Regions from separate parts of the Mus musculus genome. Here all the other regions are linked to region 4. A link is a contact called in public HiChIP or PLAC-seq and promoter capture Hi-C data. All regions are on one chromosome and are shown on one strand. Each heading gives the region's core, a stretch centred on a gene start, on an enhancer-like site or on the middle of the called end of the contact. The rest is flanking DNA. Distances are from core to core; before and after follow the strand shown. Region 1 overlaps Plcl1 (phospholipase C-like 1). Region 2 holds the start of Als2 (alsin Rho guanine nucleotide exchange factor). Region 3 holds the start of Tmem237 (transmembrane protein 237). Region 4 holds the start of Maip1 (matrix AAA peptidase interacting protein 1). Region 5 overlaps Plcl1 (phospholipase C-like 1).

Region 1 (4,308 bases), core at 1,630-4,129, 1.7 Mb after region 4:
TGCTGGGAATGGGGGGTAGTTATCCTAACACTCAGCCAGAGCTCTGGATTTGCACTGGGGCTACAGGTAATGAAACAGAATATATTCATGAACCGCCAGAGAGGCACTCAGGACTCTCTTATGTGAAGTTCTCAGAAATCAAAACGAGGCAAGAAAGAAAGCCAGCCCCTGCTGTATTATTTCCTTCTGCATGAATGTGTAACCCGGTAGCCTTCTGCTTCCTGGCTGTAAGAGGGTACACACTAAAATGAAGTGAAATGAGCTACTCAGGGCTTAATGATCATACAAAAATCTAAAGAAGTGGAGAATTTTTTTAAACAAAGGCATGTGTTTTGATAAGTAGAACAAGCTATGTTTTAGACTGCTGTGGAGTCCGCTAGGGAGAGTCAGAGAAACGTGTTTCCACACACGGTAACTAAAATAGTTTATCATGTTTAATATTGTAAACTACTTACTCCACAGTGTTTGTTTTGCATTTTCTAGAGAAGCTAAATAGTCTGATGCTTGCCTTGTTTGAACTTATCTCTGAAAATGTTTCCTTGGGGTTTAATTCTAAAGTAACATTATTTTAATGAGTCAACGACTCCTACTTTAAAATAAGCCATGCTCCTTTGTAGTAGGAACCTTGAGAAGGCACATACTTAACTCAGGGCACAGCTTCTTTTCTTATAGGCACTATTTTATTAAAAATAAGATGTCTATGTATAAAATTATAGGAAAACAATTTCAAACAATACAGAGAGGTATAGAATAGGAAGTATAAGGAAACTGATCCCCACTCCACACACACACACACACACACACACACACACCAGAGATGGCATCACTACTGTAAGATATAGATCACACATCTTTCCAGGGAATTATTCATGTATATATTCTGTACTAACAACAACTATAAAGTGTCATGGTAGATATACAAAATTCTATGGCTATTTCCACCCCCATATATTCATGACTGCATCATAAGCATCATTCAATGTGGATTTTTAAGCCATACAGATTCAGTTTACTAAATCATATTTTCTCACAAATTTTCAATATTTTATACAACTCTGCAACAAGCCTAAATTGTTTTCAGAATTTGGAAACATTTTTTTTAATCCTCTGAGTCTCACACATAGCTGCCTCAGTCAAGTCTTTAATGCTAGATCCACTCAGCTGGGGGAGCTCCCCTGCCCAAGCCTGGTTCTGACAGAAGGATTTCCTCACGAAATCACTGTGAGTTCTTGAAGTCAGTACAACAGGGAAAAAATTGTAGACATCAAGTTCAGGAAATGTGTTTGTTTCCATAAATATTTTTGTAAAACTATAACATGAAAACAGAAAAGTATGTACCTTATACAAATAGATCTCCACAAAATATACCAAATAACCAACGGTGGTGTTTTTATTGACCTTTTGATATTGCTTTTCTCTTCTCTGTGTAATCTTGGACAAAGCACCCTTTGGAGCCTATGAAATGTGTACAATGCTACAGACCTCGAAGATGTACTGATAGATGCAAATGAAACTGTATGCAGAAGCCAGTTCCTGGTAAATAAATGCTAATTTCTTCTGTCTCTTCCACACCACGATGCTTTCCTGCTCACACCCAATCAATGCCTCTTCTCCTTATCGTAGTGCACCAAGAGCCTGGAACACCTCCTTCCCCAGAGTGTTCCTACTGAGAACCTCTCCACTGGAAGATAAGGACTTTATAACATCTGAGGGGAAGTACAGTCATATGAAGGATCCCGATTTAGGACCACAAAGTCTGAACTAGAAAAAGACAGAGCCTCGTCTCTATTAAGAAAAGTGGATGTTAAGATGATTCACAAGTTTAGTTCTCCATGCTGAGTACTGTTGAAATTATAATGAAATGCAAACCTCCCTGGGTTTTCACCAGGGCACCCACACACGCCAGGTGTGGGTTCAGCCAGCATCCCAATGCATGTTGCACTCTCAAGCATGAAACTGCATTCAAACTGCCAGAATTAAAGACTGCAGACACACTGACGGAAATGGGATGTGGGCTTTGTCAGTGCTGCTAAAGCTGTGCAGATGCAGAATGTGGTACCCAGGGGTCGAGGGAGCTGCAGTGACACCCAGCCCCTCAGCATATCTAGGGAATCTGTGAAGTCTGGACTGTTATTTGGCTACTTCTCCATGAAGGCAACATGTAGTGATGTAATACGTAGACTGTTGAGTACTAACAGTCACAAAGCAAATAATGCAAAAACATTTTTAAAACAAACAGTACTATCATCTGTGTGCCAGACAGACTGCAGAATCTGCAGCTCTTTACACCACTTCTCATTGTCTTCCTCAAAAGTCCCTTGAAAGTGTTCCATTATCCCTCCATTTGCGTGTGCTGAGGCTTAGAGGAATCAGGGGTAATCGCCTTTGTTCCCGGTGATGTTTATATACAATGCATCACACTTGCCCTTGTGGCCCACAGTGATCTTTTAAAAGGCTAATTAGTCACTTTTGAGTAAGAGCAGCCTTGCATCATCAGGGGAAGACAAAATCCCTAAACTGAAACACTTCCTCCTGTGAAAATCTTTGCTTCTAGAATTTTCTGTTATTTTGTTTTGCATAACCAGGCTATTAATAATGGGATACGGAACACAAAGACACAGAAAGTGATATTGCAATGATTGTGGTTGTCAGTCACTGCGTTCTCCATTTCTTTGGAATCACTCGTTTCACAACTGAAACCAAGGCATCTTACTATAACTACCTAAATCTGAAGCCAAGCAATGGTGGAAATTTCACATGGAAATTTTAATAACCTCTTTCTTTCCAAGGCCAACTGTTTCTTTCTTCTCCTGTCTGCTTGGAGCCAGCCCACCACATTTGACTTGCAGCCATGAGCCTGGAGGGGGTGGAAGCTGTAATGAGCAGAGGCTGCCAGCACGTCAGGTCCCATTGTGTTTGTGTGACTGCAGGTCAGGGTGATGAAGCAAGAATTAGCTTCATCCCCATCGCTGCAAATAAATGTGATTTTATGACGGCACCAGAGCTTTCCTCGGTTATTCAAAAGGAAAGAAGAGATGTAAACGTGGCTGTACAATCATTATCACAAAACTCGGCTTGCTCCCTGAGGTCAGCAGCTGATTTTAATTTCATACTTTCTACAAGTAGCGAGATAAAAGGTGATATTAATGTAAATATCAGAGCAAGGAAATGCATGTCTCACCTTCTCACACTTCTCAGGGTATAATACAAATGGTTTCCTCCAACCAAATCAAATTCACTGAGGTGGGGGGAGGAGAGGATAGGAAGCTACTGAATATTGATGCATTTAAAATTCAAATGAATCAGTTATTCAATTAGCTGCAGACAAATTAGGCAAAATGTGACACTCCAAGGACATAGGGAGTTCATGTATGTCTGTGTGTCCCTTGCATACACAACACAACACACACACACACACACACACACACACACACACACACACACACACACACACGGTTTGACCAGCAGTCTTTGAGATCTGTGAGAATCATGAGTCTATGAACTGAAGTGAATTGGTTTGCATGTGTTCACGCCCAGTCCCTAAAAAACAGGAAACACGATGTTTGTAGAAGGCAAAGCCGAGAACTGGCTGTTTCTTCCCAGAACCTTCGACCTGTGAAACGTGACTGGAAAGTATCTGGGAAGAGAGTTAAGGAAGAGCTTCCTGTTTGTCTTCATTTATCATCTCATCCTTGCCTTCCCAACGTACATTTTACATCACGAATGCCACACAGCATGCTCTCTCTGAGTTGCCAAAATGTTTTTGCTTTTCATCTGAGGTCCAGTCTTAATATATCTAGATGTTGTTCCCAAAGACAGAACCATTCCTCCCCCTCAGTCCACCAAGGAAGTAGACTCCTGGGTGCCACCCTTGGCTGGCCATCCTCAGCCTAGCTCCACCCAAGTCTCATCTTATTTCCGCTGGGTTTTCCTACTAGTCTGGACCTAAAAGCTGGTCCCCAAAGTGTCTGGATTTCTGCAGGCCATGTGGGAGTCAATCATATCTCCTCCCAGTGTTCTCTCACAGATGTGGTGGCACAGGCGAGAGCAACAGCCACTCTCCTCTTGAACTCAGCACCTCTCCTCTTCCTGAAAAGGCTAGAGACAAGCCTGCAGGCCAAGACCCTGAAGAGAAGCATCCCAGCGCTTCAAACTGCCACGTGGTGTGGCCTTTCCTTCTGGGTGTTCTCTGTCTCTCTGTCTCTCTGTCTGTCTGTCTGTCTGTCTGTCTGTCTGTTTGTCTCTCTCTCTCTCTCTCTGTATGTGTGCCACTCTCTGTATCTCTCTCTTTTCCTCCCTCCCTCCCTC
Region 2 (4,353 bases), core at 1,189-3,688, 1.8 Mb before region 4:
AGCAATGCCAGCAGTCTGGTTGTTTTGGGGACATTCTTAAACCTATTTTTCCAGGGCTGAATATACACTTTATAAGGATAGATGTGTGTGATGGTTTGTATATCCACAGGGAGTGGCACCATGTAGAGGTGTGGCCTTGTTGGAATAGGTGTGACCTGGTTGGAATGGGTGTGTCACTGTGGGTGTGGGCATAAGATCCTTACCCTAGTTGCCTGGAAGTCAGTCTTCCACTAGCCGCCTTTGGATGAAGACATAGAACTCTCAGCTCTGCCTGCACCATGCCTGCCTGTATGCTGCCATGCTCCCACCTTGATGATAATGGCCTGAACCTCTGAATCTGTAAGCCAGCCCCAATTAAATGTTTGTTTGTTTGTTTGTTTGTTTTAATTTTATAAGACTTGCCTTGGTCATGGTGTCTGTTCACAGCAGTAAAACCCTAAGACAATGTGATATTCATCACTCTTTATATTTCTGAAAGGCCACATGGGTGATACAAAGTATGCTAAAATAACATAACTAAGCATCTAGCTACACAGAGAAACCCTGTCCTGAAAAACAAGAACACAAAACAAAACACAAATAAATGGAGGTAGAATGTTAGGTTGCAAAGGAGGTGAGGTAGAAGAAAAATAACTAAAAACAAAACCACAGAGACTTATTTTATTGAGGAGAAAGATGAGGGGTTGCATTCATTTTTTTTAAAAAAGCGGGTGAGTCTCAAAATGGATAAGAAGGGTGATGCCTTAATTCCAGGGCCAGGATTAGCCTGAGAGGACAAAACGTTTCTTTTCAGGACAGGAAAAGGAAGACTTCAGTTGCAGGTGGATACTTTGGTAGCAGCTAGAGGGAATGAAGGAAGTTCACCTCTGGGAGTCTCTCTTGCCTCAGAACTGTAGATGAAGACATTTATTTTTCATTTTTATCAAAGGAGGCGGGCAGGGTAGAGCTCAGTAAGGGATTGAGAGCTCCCGAGGGCAAGGTTACCTGGGGAGAGAATTAGGAGATAAGATCTTAGTGTATAAATGACTGGTGTAGGCTCCGAAATACTTTGGCCACACGGATGTCTCAGCTGAAGCTGTGTGACCATCCTGAGAGGAGTGAAGATATTCTGAGGAGAGACACGTGTGCCCCTCCTTTTGACTAGTGGACTAACAGGATAATGGGCCCCAAAGAACTAGATTTCCTCAAGAGTCTCACTGGAGAAGGAAGAGATTGGGTTTCTGGGTGCAAACCATCAGGAGAGCTTGGTTCTTAGTTCTGACAACTTGTCAGTTTGCTTTGCAGGACCAACCAAGATGTGTTTACCATGGGCAAGATCACACCTTGAGCCTTCTACTTATGTCAAGGCTCCAAAGATAGACTTAGGGGGTTTACTGAACCAGCCCCTTAGTTCTTTTTCCTAGTGCAGTCTCATTGAATAAATTTCTTTCACTGTTGTCTTTTTTAGCTGTGTTATGGAGGACAGGTAGCTTGTTAGGGCGGCCAGAGTCCAGGCTTCATTAACTGCAGGACATCCCTGGTTTGTACCATTTGGTGGCGCCATTCTCAAGGCTGTACACTTTTCTGTTCTAGCACTGAAGTTGATAAGGCTCTGGTGAGAGACCCTGAGTTGGAGGAACCAGTTGGGAATTTGTACGCAGGGGCATTCGATTCGGGGAATATATCTATCTTTAATGAGTAAATAAATGTAACTCTGTAGGTTCCGCGATGCACACTCTGTAGCAGCAGATTTCTCTCTGGCTTGTGTTCTGAGAGCATCTGTTACACAAAACATTCAAGGGAGCACTTAGGGGTGCAGCGGGAGGATTGCGACCGTGACAAGTATGGATGGTAGTGAGACTAAGAAGCAAGCAAAAACAATTTTAACGCTGTATATTGAGGAGCCCTGAGGAAATAGTTTCTTCCTACTCTTTACCGTTTAAGGTGGACACGCGGCAAAGGCACACTCGGGAAGAGATGACGTCATGCAGCTTAAAGGTAGCTCGTATTTTCACTTTTGTTATTTCTCTTGAGACACGTTCTCAAGGCTGGCCTCGAATTCCTGATCCTGCTGCCTTCATCTCACAAATGTTGGGATTACAGACGTGTGCAGCCATGTTCTGATAGGTAAGATTTTCTCTTCATTTCTCGCAGTTTGAGGAGGTAACAAAACTTGCAGTAGTTTCCATCCTCAAGCGCGGCCTATCGTTACCATGGAAACGCTTATTGAGTTAGGTCCTTTCACTGAGTCTTCGGTTGCTTCTAAAGTGCGCCCGCCCTAGGACGATTGGTTCTGCCCTGACTGAATGGTTTGCCTGCAGTCACTGATGCGTTCGGAGCAATCTTGATCCCTGTCGGACGCCGTCACCGGCTCTTGCCTAGCTCCACCCATTCTGCGGGCCCGCCTCTCCAGCCCGCCGCCGGAGGCCCCGCCCCTACCTGGAGGCCCCGCCCCCATGAATCAGCTGATCTCGCGTACCCGCGGTGCAGTCGGGCTCGCGCCGGGAGAAGAGCGCGGAGCTGCGGGAGCGTCAGGTGAGCCCGCGCGGGTCCGGGCGGTCCTTGGGTTCGAAGGCGGGTCGGCGGAGGTGCGGGAGCGCGCTGGGCTGGCCTGCGGGGACGGCGCCTGCCTGTGAAGAGCTCCGGACGTGGTGGCTCGGCCCGGGTCCCACCCTCCGGGTCCCAGCGCCCCACTGCCGTGGTCGGAGCTGTGTGGCATTCCTTCGGGTCCCCTCTTCCCGCCTCCACCCACGCTGCTTACGCCCATCCGCTCAGAGGGTTTTTTGAATGCCCACAGTGGGCGCCCAGCTGGCTAGACAGTGAACCTTGCTGAGTGTCCTAGGTGGGTTTGCCCCAGGATGCATATCGTGGGGAAAAGTGAAGGGGGGCGGGGAGGGTCTGTGGTTTGAAACAGCGTTTGCTGAAAATGAAAAGGACTTTGGTATTAATCAGTGGTAGTTTGACCAAATCCCTAAATGTATCAAGTCATCAAAGGAATCATCGTGAAGACAGGAAAGAACACTGGAGCGATCTTGAGGAAATGGTCCTCACATTGATGTTGGTCCTCCAGGTAACAGGGCTATTTGCAGACAAGCAACTGTAGATTTGTAGAGGCAAGCTACTGTTTAGTACTTCTGTGGTTACCAAAGAGGGAAAACACACTGGTTGAATTGGGTGGTCAAGAGCAGCACTTTCTTATAGATTAACTGACTGCTGTACCCAAATTAAGGTTGTTACTCTGTTGTTCTTATATTTGTATCTGTTTTTTAAATGACTGTCAAGGATAAACTTGTGTGATGTAGGTTTATTTGGAGCAGGTACAAAAATGCAAAAAAACAGTAGGCCATACTTTTTTGTTTTTTATCATATACCTGTATGTATTAGTGTTCTCTAGAGTCACAAAACTTATGAAATGTATATATTAAGGGAATTTATCATAGTGATATACAGTTTACAGTCCAACTAGCCCAACAACGGGAATGGGAAGTCCAAGAATCTAATAGTTGCTCAGTCCCACGAGGGTAGTTATTTTAGCTGGTCTTCTGGATAAGCTGGAATCCTGAAGAAGTAGGTTCCAATAGATTCGATGGCAAAGGAGTGCAGGCAGGCAAAGGAGAGAGAGCCTTCCTTCTTCCAATGTCCTTATGTAGGCCTCTAGCAGAAGGTGTGACCCAGATTAAAGGTGTGTGCCATTACCCCTGGATTTGGAATTTGCTTTGTCCCAGGCTAGCCTTGAACTCGGAGATCTGCTTGCCTCATTCTCCTGGGATTAAAGGCGTGTTCTACTTTGCCTGGGCCTAAGCTTTTCATGACCACTATGCCTCAAGACTTGTGTTGTCCCATGTCAAGATGTGGGTCAAAAGCCTGTGTAGTCTAGCCTCAAGATCTGGATCACAGGTGAGCCATCCATTTCTGCATTGTAGTTTGTTCCAGATGTAGTCAAGTTGACAACCAGGAACAGCCATCACAATGTGTTAGGTAATGAAATCAGTGAAAGATTTCTTGTTTACTTTATATTTTTGGTTCTTTAGCCTATAGTAGTACTAGACAGGTAATTTGGGAAGAAAAATTAAATAATGTTTAAAAACTACATTCATCTATTTAGATAATGTTTGATTTGTAGTTTGGGCCAGTGTTGAACTCTCATCCTCCTGCTTTAGCTTCTGGGCTGCTGGGATTACAGGTGTCCCACCGTACATACCCCAACTTTGGGCAGTTGGACAGTCTTTAACTCACTGTGTAGCCCAGTCTGGCCTAGAACTTGTGGAGATCTTCTTGCCTTAGTATCCCAAGTACAAGTGGGCTTTGCCATACAAAGAGTGAATTGTAATATTTTAACCTTCTGTTTAGTAATAGAGGCATAGTGGTAATTCC
Region 3 (4,153 bases), core at 1,245-3,744, 1.7 Mb before region 4:
GTGTCTGTCACCAAGCCTGATGACATTTGATCCTTAGGACCCACAGAGCGGAGTCCTACAAGTTGTCCTTTGCTTTTTACACACACACACACACACACACACACACACACACACACACACACACACAGATATATACATTTTAGAAATGAACTACTATAGTAGGTATACAGTTTATTAGTACTATCAATATTTATATTGCTGTGAAAAAAAAAGTATGACAGCTTCACAAACCTGCATGTCCTTTTGTTTGTTTTGAGACAGGGTTTCTCTGTATAGCCCTGGCTGTCCTGGAACTCACTCTGTAGACCAGGCTGGCCTCAAACTCAGAAATCTGCCTGCCTCTGTCTTCCAAGTGCTGGGATTAAAGGCCTATGCCACTACTGCCTGGCTAAGCCTGCAGTCCTAATCTCCATACTGTTCCAATTTTAGGATGTCCTGTCAAAGCAAGACAAAAGTATTTTTATATTAACCCTAAGAGTTTTTCTCTCTATATTTTTCAATTACCATGAAACTATGGTTTTCCTGTTTGATCTTTTGACATCTGTGGACATAGACAGTCTATTTCCTAAGTCTTTGGGGCTTTTAAATTTGTGTCCTTGCTAGGCATGGAGGTGCACAACTGAAACCTCAGCACTTGGGACGGTGAGGTAGAAGGATCACAAATATAAAGCCAGCCTGGTTTATACAGCAGGACTCTGTCTCAGAAATCCAGAATTTGGAGGGAGGGCACAGATAGAATATAGAGGATGTGTAATTGACATAATTGTTTTTATAAATACCCTCACGAGTTTGCCAGCAGAACACCTGGTCTTATTGCCTGTGCCATTCATACATATTTTTCAATCACTCCTGAAGGATGAAGACCTACAAGAGATGGAGGAGTTAGCCCAGAAAATGGAGAGTCAGTTTGGCCAGTTTTTTGATCACGTGATTGTGAATGACAACTTGCAAGATGCATGTGGCCAGCTGTTGTCCGCCATACAGAAGGCTCAGGAAGAACTGCAGTGGGTGCCAGAGGCATGGGTTTCCCCTGACACTGAATCTTAATCTAGTGTCCTGCTTAAAGCTGGAAGCTTCATAGTGTGCCCTAAAGATCCGGAATAACGGCTGCCATTGAAAACAGCAGTGTTTGACCCATTAGAACTGCGACTATGAAGTCCTTATTGTATAGCTATAAATAGCATCCTATACATATACAGAGCTACTCATTTGGCTCTCAGGCATTTTCCCGATGTTTCCCCATATGAGCTAATGGCAGGTATGTGACAATGTTGTCACTGAATGTGAGCATTTTATAGATTTCATATGGTGTTTTGTAAGATGTAACTCTTCTAAATAAACCAGTCTACTTAATGACAAACTGTATTTTACTTTGTAAAATATTTTCTTATTTCTGTTTATATTTTACAAAAGTGCCTAGTTGACTAACTAAGCTAAGAGCGGTTAACAAGTACACATTTATCTAATAAGGAAACCTATGACACTGTTATTTCCAAATCAGCAAAGTGGACTAGTCCTGGAGCCTGTATATGAGCTCCAAAACGAGGATGTTGATACAGTCTTGGTCTCCCTAGATCCGAAGCTCCACTGCACCCATGTCTGTTCATCTTCTTTATATCCACACTTCCCTCCATTCTACCTATTTTAAACTATAACTGTTCCCACTGAAGGAACTATCAGAACTGAACATTCAGATTATACTCCTAGGCCTACAGGGAATCTAGGAAACTGGGCAGGCCAGTGAAAGAGATCCTCGCTGTTTCAGTCATACAGATCTCCCTCCAGGCAGCACCCTGGCAGACGGGAACCAGGTGGGGGACGCCGGCCTCTCCAGGCTCCGCAAAGCCGCCTCCTCCCACAAGTCCCCGGAGGCCGGGCGTCGCGGGAAGCCGGCCTCGGGCTCCGGCGGTTGCGCCTAGGGAGGCCCGCGGGAAAGCATCATGAGGGACGACTCAGGGCCTCCGCTGGAGGAGGACCAAGCGGTGAGCGACGAGGGGCGCCTGGCCCGGAGTGTGGCGAAGTGGAGGTGTCCTAACCAGCAGTGACCACCGCCGAGCCGGGAATCTGGGGACAGCACTGCCCGAGGGGTGCGGCGGGGGCGGACCGGGGCTGTACATCAGGGCGGGCCCCGCAAAAGGCGATCAGGTCCACCCAACATCCGGGCGCCCTAGTCAGCGTTGCCATGGCGACGCCTCCGGGCGGCTCTCGGTCAGAGAGGAGGATGTTCCGGTGGGGAGTTTGAATACGAGTCTGGTCCCGCCGTGCCCACCCCCACGCAAACCACGATGACCTCCCGGGAAACTGTGGGTGAACCCCCTCCGCTCCTGGGGACGCCGGCCGACGCTGAGGTTTTCCTAGTTCGAAGGGGTCAGATTGGGTTCGGCTCCGGTAGCCCCAATACCTCCCGTGGGACGGGTGGGGACGCTCCGGGCCCAGCAGCCATGAGGCGCAGCCCGATGACGCTCTGCGCCTGCGCGCCTGGGCAGGAGGGGCGGGGCGGGCCGGACCGGGGCGGGGCGGGCGGCTGTGGTGCCCTGAGCTCTGCTGCGGTCCCTGGAGACGTGATGGGGAAGAAGCAGGTGGTTAGCGAGCCTCAGGTACTTTTGAGCTGTTGGGAATTTAGTCTCCGCCTGTTCAGCGGTTCTTCTTTTGAGGGGCTTAGAGGTGCGGTTTCTAGATGGGTGAGATGGTTCATTTTTGCGGGACTTTTGAAATACCAAGAGGACTGGGTCCCACTTTCATAGCATCTTGAGAATAGTAGTGCTTTTGTAGGACCACCATTCTATTCCAGTTGTCATTTTGACTGCTGGATTCCATTAGGACATCGTCAGTGTCCTAATTTTGTAGCATTCTCACGAATTTGTTTGAGTGAATACAACCATGGATTGCGAAATGGGACAAGCAAGAATATCTAAAATGTGAGCCTTTGGAATCAGTGCCTTCCATAAGCAGCATGAAATACCCGAGCTAATAAATCGACGTCTAGGCACTGCTCTTAGAGATCAATTCTTTTAAAGGTGTATTTGTAGCCGGACAGTGGTGGCGCACGCCTTTAATCCCAGCACTTGGAAGGCAGAGGCAGGTGGATTTCTGAGTTCAAGGCCAGCCTGGTCTATAGAGTGAGTTCCAGGACAGCCAGGGCTATACAGAGAAACCCCGTCTCAAAAAAACCAAAAAAAAAAAATGTATTTGTTTTGAGTGTTTTGCCAATATATGAACCACTTGTGTGCCTGTTGCTCACAGAAACCTGAAGAGGCTGTCCATTTCCCTGGAACTGGAATTACTGGTGCTTTGTGGGTGCTGGGAACTAAACCCAGGTCTGCTGCATGAGCAGTAACTGCTCTTAATGGCTAAGCCATCTATTTTGAAAATTTTCAGAATGCTTAACTAATGCTTCCTGAGCTTGCAAGCAGGACTTTTCTTAAGTAAGAACAGGGTAAACTACACCAGCCCCAAATACTTCCTGTTCTAAAATATGTTACCTATTTCTATTTAAAGTAACTTAAAAAAAAAGCATGTTACTCTGTGGCATAAAACCTTAGTTGGCTTCCTAGTTAATAGAACTAAATCCGTATTCCTTCTGCTAGTCTGCGAGGTCATAGTTAATCTGACGTCTGCCTTCTGTCCTGTGTCACTGGTTTCTGCCTGGCTGCTCTTTACCTGGAGCCCTTCATGCCCTGTCTTTCTTGAAAGCCTTAACATGTGCTCCTCATTCCCTGTAAATTTGGCACCTTTGTCAGGAAGGGCTCAGCTCAGATAACATCAAAGAGGCTTTCCCTAAGTAAAACATCACTCTTCATTCCTTATATATGGTTATTTATTGTATGCAAACACACATGCACATGCATGCACACACATGCATGCACAGACACACACACAAGCATGCATGCACACACATTTATATGGCATGGTCTAGTTTTATCTGAGCATGCAACATTATCTTCCAATACTTAACCACTAATGGAAGGTCTGTAAAGGGAGATGAGCTCTGTTTGATCCTGTTCTGAATGCTCACAATAGGCCAGACTGGTTGAAGTGGAAGAAGAAAAGAATTTTACATGGGGTGTAGGAATGGCAGAATAGATCTAAACCCAGCAGTCCAGTTTACATCACCGCCTCCCGGGTTTCACTGATAATCTTCCAAAGATTTGAA
Region 4 (3,742 bases), core at 113-2,612:
ACTTTGGCAGTGTTATCTTATTCCTCACCATAACTTACTCCATTCGATTTACTTAACAAATACTTATGAAGTGCCTACTATGTGTGCCAGGCACTGTCTTCTCTAATCTTCTAATTCTGGAAAAATCATACCCAAAGGATTAACTAATTTTAGAGTGGCACTGACAAACAGGCTTTGAACTTAGGCCTTCATCCTAGTTTCTTGAATGAACCCCTCCTCCCTGACGACCATGCGAACACACTTAGAAGCTTATTAAAGTCCTGAAGTGGCCGAAAGATTCAGTGTCTAGGTCACTACCATCGTTGGATACCACGGGTCGCAATGAAGAAACTTCATGGCTAAACACTTGATCACGGAAACGCTGAATGCACGAGGCAGAGAGGTCAGTTAGGGGAGCAAACAAACCTGCTTCGCCCCTTCAGAGAACTCAGCGATACTGAACTCTTTGTCGAAATAGGCCCAAATAAGGAAGGCGTAAATTCGAGTCCGGACCCAGTTGATGGGATTGGAAAATCCCAGAATGATCATTCTGGTTCTCTGGCGTTGCTGGGGCTGCTCCTCGGTGCTGTAGCTGCGGCTGGGACTAGCGGGTAAAGAAGCGAGGGCTGGAGGATGTTCTACCCGGCCGAGAAGGGATCTTCGGGAGCTCCAGGAACGCAACGCAGGGCTTGTCCAGGCCCGAGTGTAGCGAGGGATCGGAGCCGCGCTTGAGCCCAGGCGACGGCGGCACAGGCAGCAAATTTCAGTCAGCGTCAGCCTCACCTCGGTGCTACCGAGAGTCCGGAGTCGGGTGACCGGGCCGGGCAGCGGCCGGGAAAGCAGGGGCAGAGGTAGGAGACGGGCGGCCAGCGCCATGTTTGTGACCTTTCACCTCTGCATGCCTGTGCAGTACTGAAAGCAGGCCGGAGGGAAACCAGCTCGCCGGGGTTGGAGAAGTGGAGCCAAGGCCGCCTCGCTGCCGCCGCCTCGGGTGAGTCCTCTCATTTCGGCTGTGTTAGCCCTCAGCCCAGGCCGAAGCCCTCGGGCTCCCCGCCGTGCGCACTTCGAACCAGCCGCCGCCCTCTGGGGTCAGTCACCTACGCGGACCATTTCTTCCGGAGTAGTGTTTCCAGGGGAAATCACGCGTGGAAGAACTCGTCCAAATTCCCAGGCCTGTGAATTTCACCATGGCTGAGCAGCGTCTTCCGGTACCCCGGCTGCGGGGCGTCTCCCGGGAGCAGTTCATGGAGCATCTTTATCCACAGGTGAGGAGGCCCGCCGCGGAAAGGCAGGGGAGACACCCCGGTACCTTCTGGCGGCCCATCTGCTCTCCTGCAACCCAGAGATTGTTCGGGGGAAGAGAAGGCGCTCTGCTGTCAAGGGAGTGAGCGGAAGGGACCTGTAGCCCTGCTCGGGAATTCAAAGCCCCGGAGAGAAACGGCCCCACATTTTTGGGGAGCAGGATGACCGGAGAAAGCTGGGTGGCACGAAGCTCACTGAGAGGTCGCGCGTGTGGCTTTCTGACCTCACGTGCTCCCTTTCTATGGAGTTTTTCCTAAAGTCTAGTTCAGGATCCCTCGCCCTTCTCTTGCTTGGTCCTAACAGCCCCTGGAGTATTTCGAGATATTAGATTTTTGAAACTCGATATTTCAGTCTAATGAAGGATTGCAACAGGGAAACCAATGGAAATCGTCTCGTAGGTTTCCTCTGGTACAAGTCATTCCTTGATTTAAGCCAGAATCATAATTAAGGATTAAGCCCTTTAGTTTTGTTTTGTTGTTTTGTTTTTTCCGAGACAGGGTTTCACTGTATAGCTCTTGCTGTCCTGGAACTCACTCTGTAGACAAGGCTGGCCTCGAACTCATAAATCCGCCTGCCTCAGCCTCCGAAGTGCTGAGACTAAAGGCGTGCGCCACCACCGCCCGGCTCCCTTTAGTTTTTAAAGAAAGAAGTAGCAGAAAGCAGTTAGATTTAAGAAAAGAAAATAAGTTTGCTCTCAGGACTTTTCAAGAAAGTCCAAGTATCAGAATAACAGAGTAAGGATTCTGGCGATTATTCTAAGGGAAAAAGTCTCTGAAGTATATTAGTGGTAGTAAGATAGGATCTGTAGCTACAGCTACGCTATGCTGCTGGAGCAGCCTGAAGTGTTCCTTTGAGAAGACAGGATTACTGATGACCCTAGAAGAATTTCTAATTGAGTCAATATAAGGCAGAGTTTAAGTTTACTAAGAAGTTGTAGTTCATGTTTCAAGAGAGATGCTTTGGGCTAATACTATAGTTTGATCAGGTAAAACCATGGTTCACTAACATTGCACAAGGAGGTTAAGATGTGTCTTTTTTTACAGGTCAGTGGTGGCACATGCTTTTAATCCCAACATTCAGGAGGCAGAGGCAGGCAGATCTCTGAGTTCCAGGCCAACCTGATCTACAGAGCAAGTCCCAGGACAGCCAGGGCTTCATGGAGAAATCTTGTCTCAAAAACAAACAAAGAAGAAACAAAACCAAAAAAACCCCCAAAATATAAAAAGACAAGTCTTTTACTGCTGGTGGAGCTTTAATCTTGCTCATGAGAATCCTAGAAAATAACTATCTTACAGGAAAGGTGATAAGCCGTACCTGGTCATATGCGTTTTGGCCTTAGACATGATTTGTTACTATTATAATATTCTTACTTATAAAAAGAAATACCTCCATGTAGGCCACCTCCCAGCAAGATTTTTTAATTGTGCTGGAATTATTATTATTATGGAGACAGGGTATCTCTGTGTAGCCCTACTTGCCCTGGTATTCTGATCTGTAGATCAGGCTGTCTCAAGCTCACAGAGACCCACCTGCCTCCCTAGTGCTGGGATTAAAGGTATGTGCCATTACATCCTGACTAGTTGTGCTGAATTCTTACCTCTCAGCTGGTGAGAGACTTTAGACTGCAGGGTGAGGACCTTTCTATCCCATGTCCTTAAATTTCCCTGTCTTCCTACCTCACCTCAGTTGCTGTAAGTCTGCTAGAAGTGGAACAAAGCAAATCAACAAAAAAAAACAGTTTTTCATCAGTAGTCATGTCATTCATTCCTGTACTGAGATAACTAATTCTTGACCACATATGTTGCCCATCGTTAAGAAGCTTTGATAATTCGCCCTTGGTGAGGGTGTATTGACATAGCAGCCAACTGGTTTATACCAAGTGATTTAACTCTTGATATGGCTTACAAACTACATGTTTACTTTATAACAGAGCGATTTTTAATTCAGTGACAGTTCCATACAGAAAATAATGAATTTTGCTCATTTTCACTCCTATCACTCAGTCTCACCCCACCCTCTCCTATTGCACTCCTTGTCAACAGACCTCTCTCCTACTTACGTGTGTGTCACTGGGCTTATAGCAATTTCATATTTATTTATTTGGTTCTTTTTTTTTTTAAAGATTTATTTATTTTTATGTACATGAGTACACTGTATCTGTCTTCAGACACACCAGAAGAGAGCATCCAATCCCATTATTACAAATGGTTGTGAGCCACCATGTGGTTGCTGGGAATAGAACTCAGGACCTCTGGAAGAGCAGTCAGTGCTCTTAACCACTGAGCCATCTCTCTAGCCCAGCAATTTTGTATTTAAGAATTTATGCAGAGATTTCTCTAAATATATGACAGTATCTATAGGATTCTATTATACTAGTAGTTATTAGAAGTAAACTATGGGCTGGTGAGATGGCTCAGGGGGTAAGAGCACCCGACTGCTCTTCCAAAGGTTCGAAGTTCAA
Region 5 (3,767 bases), core at 70-2,569, 1.9 Mb after region 4:
TTCAGCGCCTGTGTCTTAATTAAACTGTGGGATTTACAGGGATTAAAAAATGCTTTACATAGACCTTAGGTAGCAGCACAATGGCTAGGCCTCCAACAGGCTGGGTGCAGTTATGAGCTGCTGAACAATAGGGGTTTGTTCTGAGAAATGTGCTATTAGCAGTTTCACTGAGTGGAGACATCATACAGTGGGCTCAGACCCACTACATACCAGGCTATTCAGTACAGCCTCAGCCTCTGGCACCTGCACAGCTGCTCATATGCAAAATCCAGAGGGAGCGAGGGCAGCCATACCCCTAAACATGTAAATACAGGAAAGGCACAGTCCAACTCCTCAGGACTGCTATGATCTGATTGCTACTGCTGTCTGGGCAATCTGTTATGGACAGAATCATAATTTATGTAATGCATGACTGCACAAGTTTTAGCAAAGAGAGACCTCCCCACCTTCATCAGCAATGGTTGGAAAAACTGAAGAGCAAAGCTTTCTGGATTTCACAGCCCTTATTATACCCAAAACTATTGAACACTGAATAATTATTAACTTTCAAATTCATGAATGGAACCAGACAATCCAAAACTTTTAAAATGTTTCTCAGGAGTTGAAAGACTATGCCTCAAAACATTAATAAATCACAATGTTCCAGGAGTCTGCGTGTATCAAAGCCTTTCAAATAAATCAACTATTTTCTCATGGAAAAAAAAAAAAAAGCACTATACCAATATCAAATTTTAGACTGAGCAAACACCACTTAGTGACAACATCACAAAAAGACAGATTCAGACCAGCACTGCGGGGCGACAGTACAAATCAAGTGCTTGTTAAGACAAACACTTAAGCATCTATGCTTTCCTTATACTGCCTTCCAATGCCAGACCCAGACTAAGAATTCAAAATTCTTTGAACTCAACAATTGTCATATCTGATAGCTTGGTGTCTATGTAAAAATAAATATGACTCTCCAAATCAGGATAGCTGGTATATAAATCTATTTATTAGATTTATAAAACTAGGGTAATCTCAAAGACAGCTTTATATAACAGTCTCAAGCTCAGAAGCTTCCAGGAATCACTAATAGTTTAGGCTAGTCATGAAGTCACACTTTTTCTGGGGCAGTATGAATGCCCAGCACAACTGCCCCTCAATTCCAGCCAACTGTCCCTGTATCTTCCTATTTTTCAACAAGCCAGAAATGCAGTTTCATATGTGAAATCTTCCTATTAAAATGTTGGCACAAAAAGTTTAAAAGCACTGCATGGGCCAAATAAAACATGTCTGTGGGCAGGATTCAGCCAGCTGGCTGCCAGTTTGAGATCTGAGGAGAACTACAGAGAAAGGGAAGAGTCAAATATTCCCTTGCTTTCCTCCTCCAACTCGGGAATGAACAATCTTGGAGATGACTGTGAACATCTAGACATGCAAGATTTTTTTTTAATGGTGTGGAGCTTCACTTAGAGAGACACTACTTTCCTGCATTTCTTTTAATGATGTTTACACACACACACACATACTTTCACACATTCAGGATCACAAATACTGTTTGGAGTGCTTCCAACATAGAGATATATCTTATTGGTGCACACTAGGAAATGGAAATCCATTTAAAATCCATTTATATTTCAAAAGATTGACTATTTGGCCTTAATCAACGCTGTCTTTACTCCACCAAAAAAAGCAAAACACAGTTAGCTGCAAATTGCTCTTCAGAAACTGAAATGACCCATTCAAAGACCCGAAAGCTGGTTCTTGGTGATAAGTGGAATGCTTGCTGCTACTGAGCGATGCCTGCTTTACTAACTACACTGTGATGTGGGGCAAGCCAAGTGTAGGAACCAGAGAAGAATAAGCAGAAAGTTCAAACTTCTGGTTTACACAGGGTTCTAATAATAAAAAACTAGTTTTTTAAGACTTTTTGCAAAGTAATATCATACAGAGAGAAATAAAAGTTTTGTATCTCTACCAATAAAGTTCTCTGCAAGTGTTTCAACAGTGTAGATACCATTTCATTGTATTCCCCAAAATAGAATCTCTGCATTGTTACTATGACTATGGATACATTTTCAGCTCTCCTTTGTTAACTATGAATGGATACATTTTCAGGCCAGTTGTATTTGGCAACTATTTATTACCATTTTAACCTAATGCATGCTGATCATATCAGCTTAGTCAACAGTTCTTAGCTTTTTAAGGAGCCTAATAAGAGAGGGAACTCACCTACCTATAAGAAAGTGCTATGAGTTGCCACATTTTGCATACAACTGTTAGGGAATCAGCAGTCTCCTGAAGAAGTCCATCCAGGGGTCTGGATTTGAGAACTCTGCAGCAAAACTGTAAGTCCATCTCCTCTTATCTCAACAAAACAACAACAGTAAGGACAGCAATCCTTCATTTAGGAAATGAAGTCAGAAATCAAGGCAGTAAGATCCCATCAACAGCTGTTTGTGACTTAAAATTGCAGTCATTTTTAAACCCACCAGATGGGAGTAGCTATTTATTAGGCTATCATATCAACTATAAAGATTATTCACTTCTTTTAAACCTATGAGTGCTCAATCTGCATGTATATCTACCTGCCAGAAAAGGACATCAGATCCCATTATAGATGGTTGTGAGCCACCATGTGGTTGCTGAGAACTGAACTCAGGACCTCTGGAAGAACAGCCAGTGAGTGCTCTTAAAGGCTGAGCCATCTCTCCAGCCCCTGATCACTCACTTTCTTAAAAAGATACTTCTTGGTCGAATCCACTGTCTCCTGAGTGAGATACATTTCGACCCAGAGCTCTGCCATTAAACTACCTCGTGTTTTTACATCAAGATGGTCATTTGTTCGTGATTCTTGGGTGCAAGCCGAATAAAGTTGGAGTTTCCCCACTAGGTTCTTTCATTTGGAGTGCCACCGAGATCTGCGTGACACCCAGGAACCCCAAAAGACCCCTTGGAGGTACATTTGTTTGTGTGCGTCTTACATGTTGTCTGTTGTCTAAGTGTGGCACCACTGAATTTGTGTCTTGGTTTGTGAACTCGTGCCTTGGTTTTATGGTTACGAGATCGTGGGTTCAAGTCCCACCTCGTGCCTTGGTTTTATGGTTACGAGATCGTGGGTTCAAGTCCCACCTCGTGCCTTGGTTTTACGGTTCCAAGATTGTGGGTTCAAGTCCCACCTCATGCCTTGGTTTTACATCTGGCAGAGTGAGGAACGAGTGTGCTTAGCTACTGGTGTCTTTTATTCTCTGTTGCTGTCTTGTTTTTGTGTTGCTGTCTTGTTTGTGTTTGTGGTTTTCGTCATGAACAGACTGTGTGTGTCTGGTGCCGACTATGGACTTGGACTGACGTTAGGACAGAATTTGTCAGTGATAGTTAAGAAAAACAATTCGGTGCACCCCTGGCCTCTCAGAAGAGCTCCCGGACACAGCCGCAAGGCCGAACTGAGAACTTCTGGCTTCGGTGGCAGTGGCAAGCGCTAGCGAGGCAAGGCACCATGTGAGAAACTGTGGCCCAGGGGGGGAACACCGATGTGGCGGTTTCCCCGGGATGCCTGCCCACCACCACCACCACGCATTTCACTGCCTGCGTGATGGGCAAGAAAAGAAAGAGGGGAAAGGCCCACGGGGGCCTCCGCACCAGCCCCACCTGGCTTCCTAGAGCAGCCATGATGCCTGCTAGGGAGGGGTCGACTAGACTCGCCTCCTCCGCCGCCTTCCTCCCCCCTTCCCGAGATGGCCCGGTGCAGCCAGCTGTGAGAACTGCCTTCCCTTCCCTGCCCCATG

The links. Promoter capture Hi-C pulls out the DNA fragments that hold promoters and counts their contacts. HiChIP or PLAC-seq counts read pairs in DNA pulled down with a chosen protein or histone mark.
Region 1: a promoter capture Hi-C map of liver shows a contact between it and region 4, with 4 times the contacts expected there. The contact joins the enhancer-like site here to the promoter of Maip1 in region 4. A contact is called at or near these places in 4 of 39 promoter capture datasets (the 3T3-L1 cell line, hippocampal neurons, liver and 1 more) and 2 of 115 datasets of contacts at active chromatin or transcription factors (astrocytes and embryonic hindbrain).
Region 2: a contact with region 4 is called in an H3K27ac HiChIP or PLAC-seq map of thymic regulatory T cells, with 7 times the contacts expected there. The contact joins the promoter of Als2 here to the promoter of Maip1 in region 4. A contact is called at or near these places in 1 of 39 promoter capture datasets (pre-B cells), 1 of 115 datasets of contacts at active chromatin or transcription factors (thymic regulatory T cells) and 1 of 9 other capture datasets (pancreatic islet).
Region 3: a promoter capture Hi-C map of pre-B cells shows a contact between it and region 4, with 2.9 times the contacts expected there. The contact joins the promoter of Tmem237 here to the promoter of Maip1 in region 4.
Region 5: an H3K4me3 HiChIP or PLAC-seq map of stem cell-derived neural progenitor cells shows a contact between it and region 4, with 5 times the contacts expected there. The contact joins the enhancer-like site here to the promoter of Maip1 in region 4. A contact is called at or near these places in 6 of 39 promoter capture datasets (the 3T3-L1 cell line, the C10 cell line, frontonasal cranial neural crest and 2 more) and 2 of 115 datasets of contacts at active chromatin or transcription factors (large pre-B cells and stem cell-derived neural progenitor cells).

Annotation. Positions count from the first base shown.
Region 1 is chr1:55,664,587-55,668,894 of GRCm38.p6, reverse strand. The region is part of intron 1 of Plcl1 (phospholipase C-like 1); the gene reads right to left. Among named protein-coding and RNA genes, the nearest start is that of Gm39642, 150 kb to the right of the region's middle. Within about 2 kb of position 2,879, at least 40 of the 459 cell types and tissues checked have an H3K27ac peak or open chromatin away from gene starts, as enhancers often do. A contact at or near this core is called in astrocytes and hippocampal neurons, where this site is marked.
Region 2 is chr1:59,235,316-59,239,668 of GRCm38.p6, reverse strand. Als2 (alsin Rho guanine nucleotide exchange factor) reads left to right here and starts at 2,438. Exons shown (of 34, transcript NM_028717.6): 1 at 2,438-2,514. It overlaps Gm33667 (predicted gene, 33667), which reads right to left and starts at 2,314. Exons shown (of 2, transcript NR_168353.1): 1 at 1,916-2,314; 2 at 647-984.
Region 3 is chr1:59,118,147-59,122,299 of GRCm38.p6, reverse strand. It overlaps Tmem237 (transmembrane protein 237), which reads left to right and starts at 2,494. Exons shown (of 13, transcript NM_001037812.3): 1 at 2,494-2,597. The coding sequence starts at 2,565. It overlaps Mpp4 (membrane protein, palmitoylated 4 (MAGUK p55 subfamily member 4)), which reads left to right. Exons shown (of 22, transcript NM_145143.3): 22 at 856-1,365. The coding sequence ends at 1,047.
Region 4 is chr1:57,403,886-57,407,627 of GRCm38.p6, reverse strand. It overlaps Maip1 (matrix AAA peptidase interacting protein 1), which reads right to left and starts at 1,362. Exons shown (of 5, transcript NM_001081181.3): 1 at 406-1,362. The coding sequence starts at 855. Tyw5 (tRNA-yW synthesizing protein 5) reads left to right here and starts at 954. Exons shown (of 8, transcript NM_001037742.2): 1 at 954-1,244. The coding sequence starts at 1,167.
Region 5 is chr1:55,497,598-55,501,364 of GRCm38.p6, reverse strand. The region is part of intron 1 of Plcl1 (phospholipase C-like 1); the gene reads right to left. Among named protein-coding and RNA genes, the nearest start is that of Gm39642, 13 kb to the left of the region's middle. Within about 2 kb of position 1,319, at least 45 of the 459 cell types and tissues checked have an H3K27ac peak or open chromatin away from gene starts, as enhancers often do. A contact at or near this core is called in stem cell-derived neural progenitor cells, where this site is marked.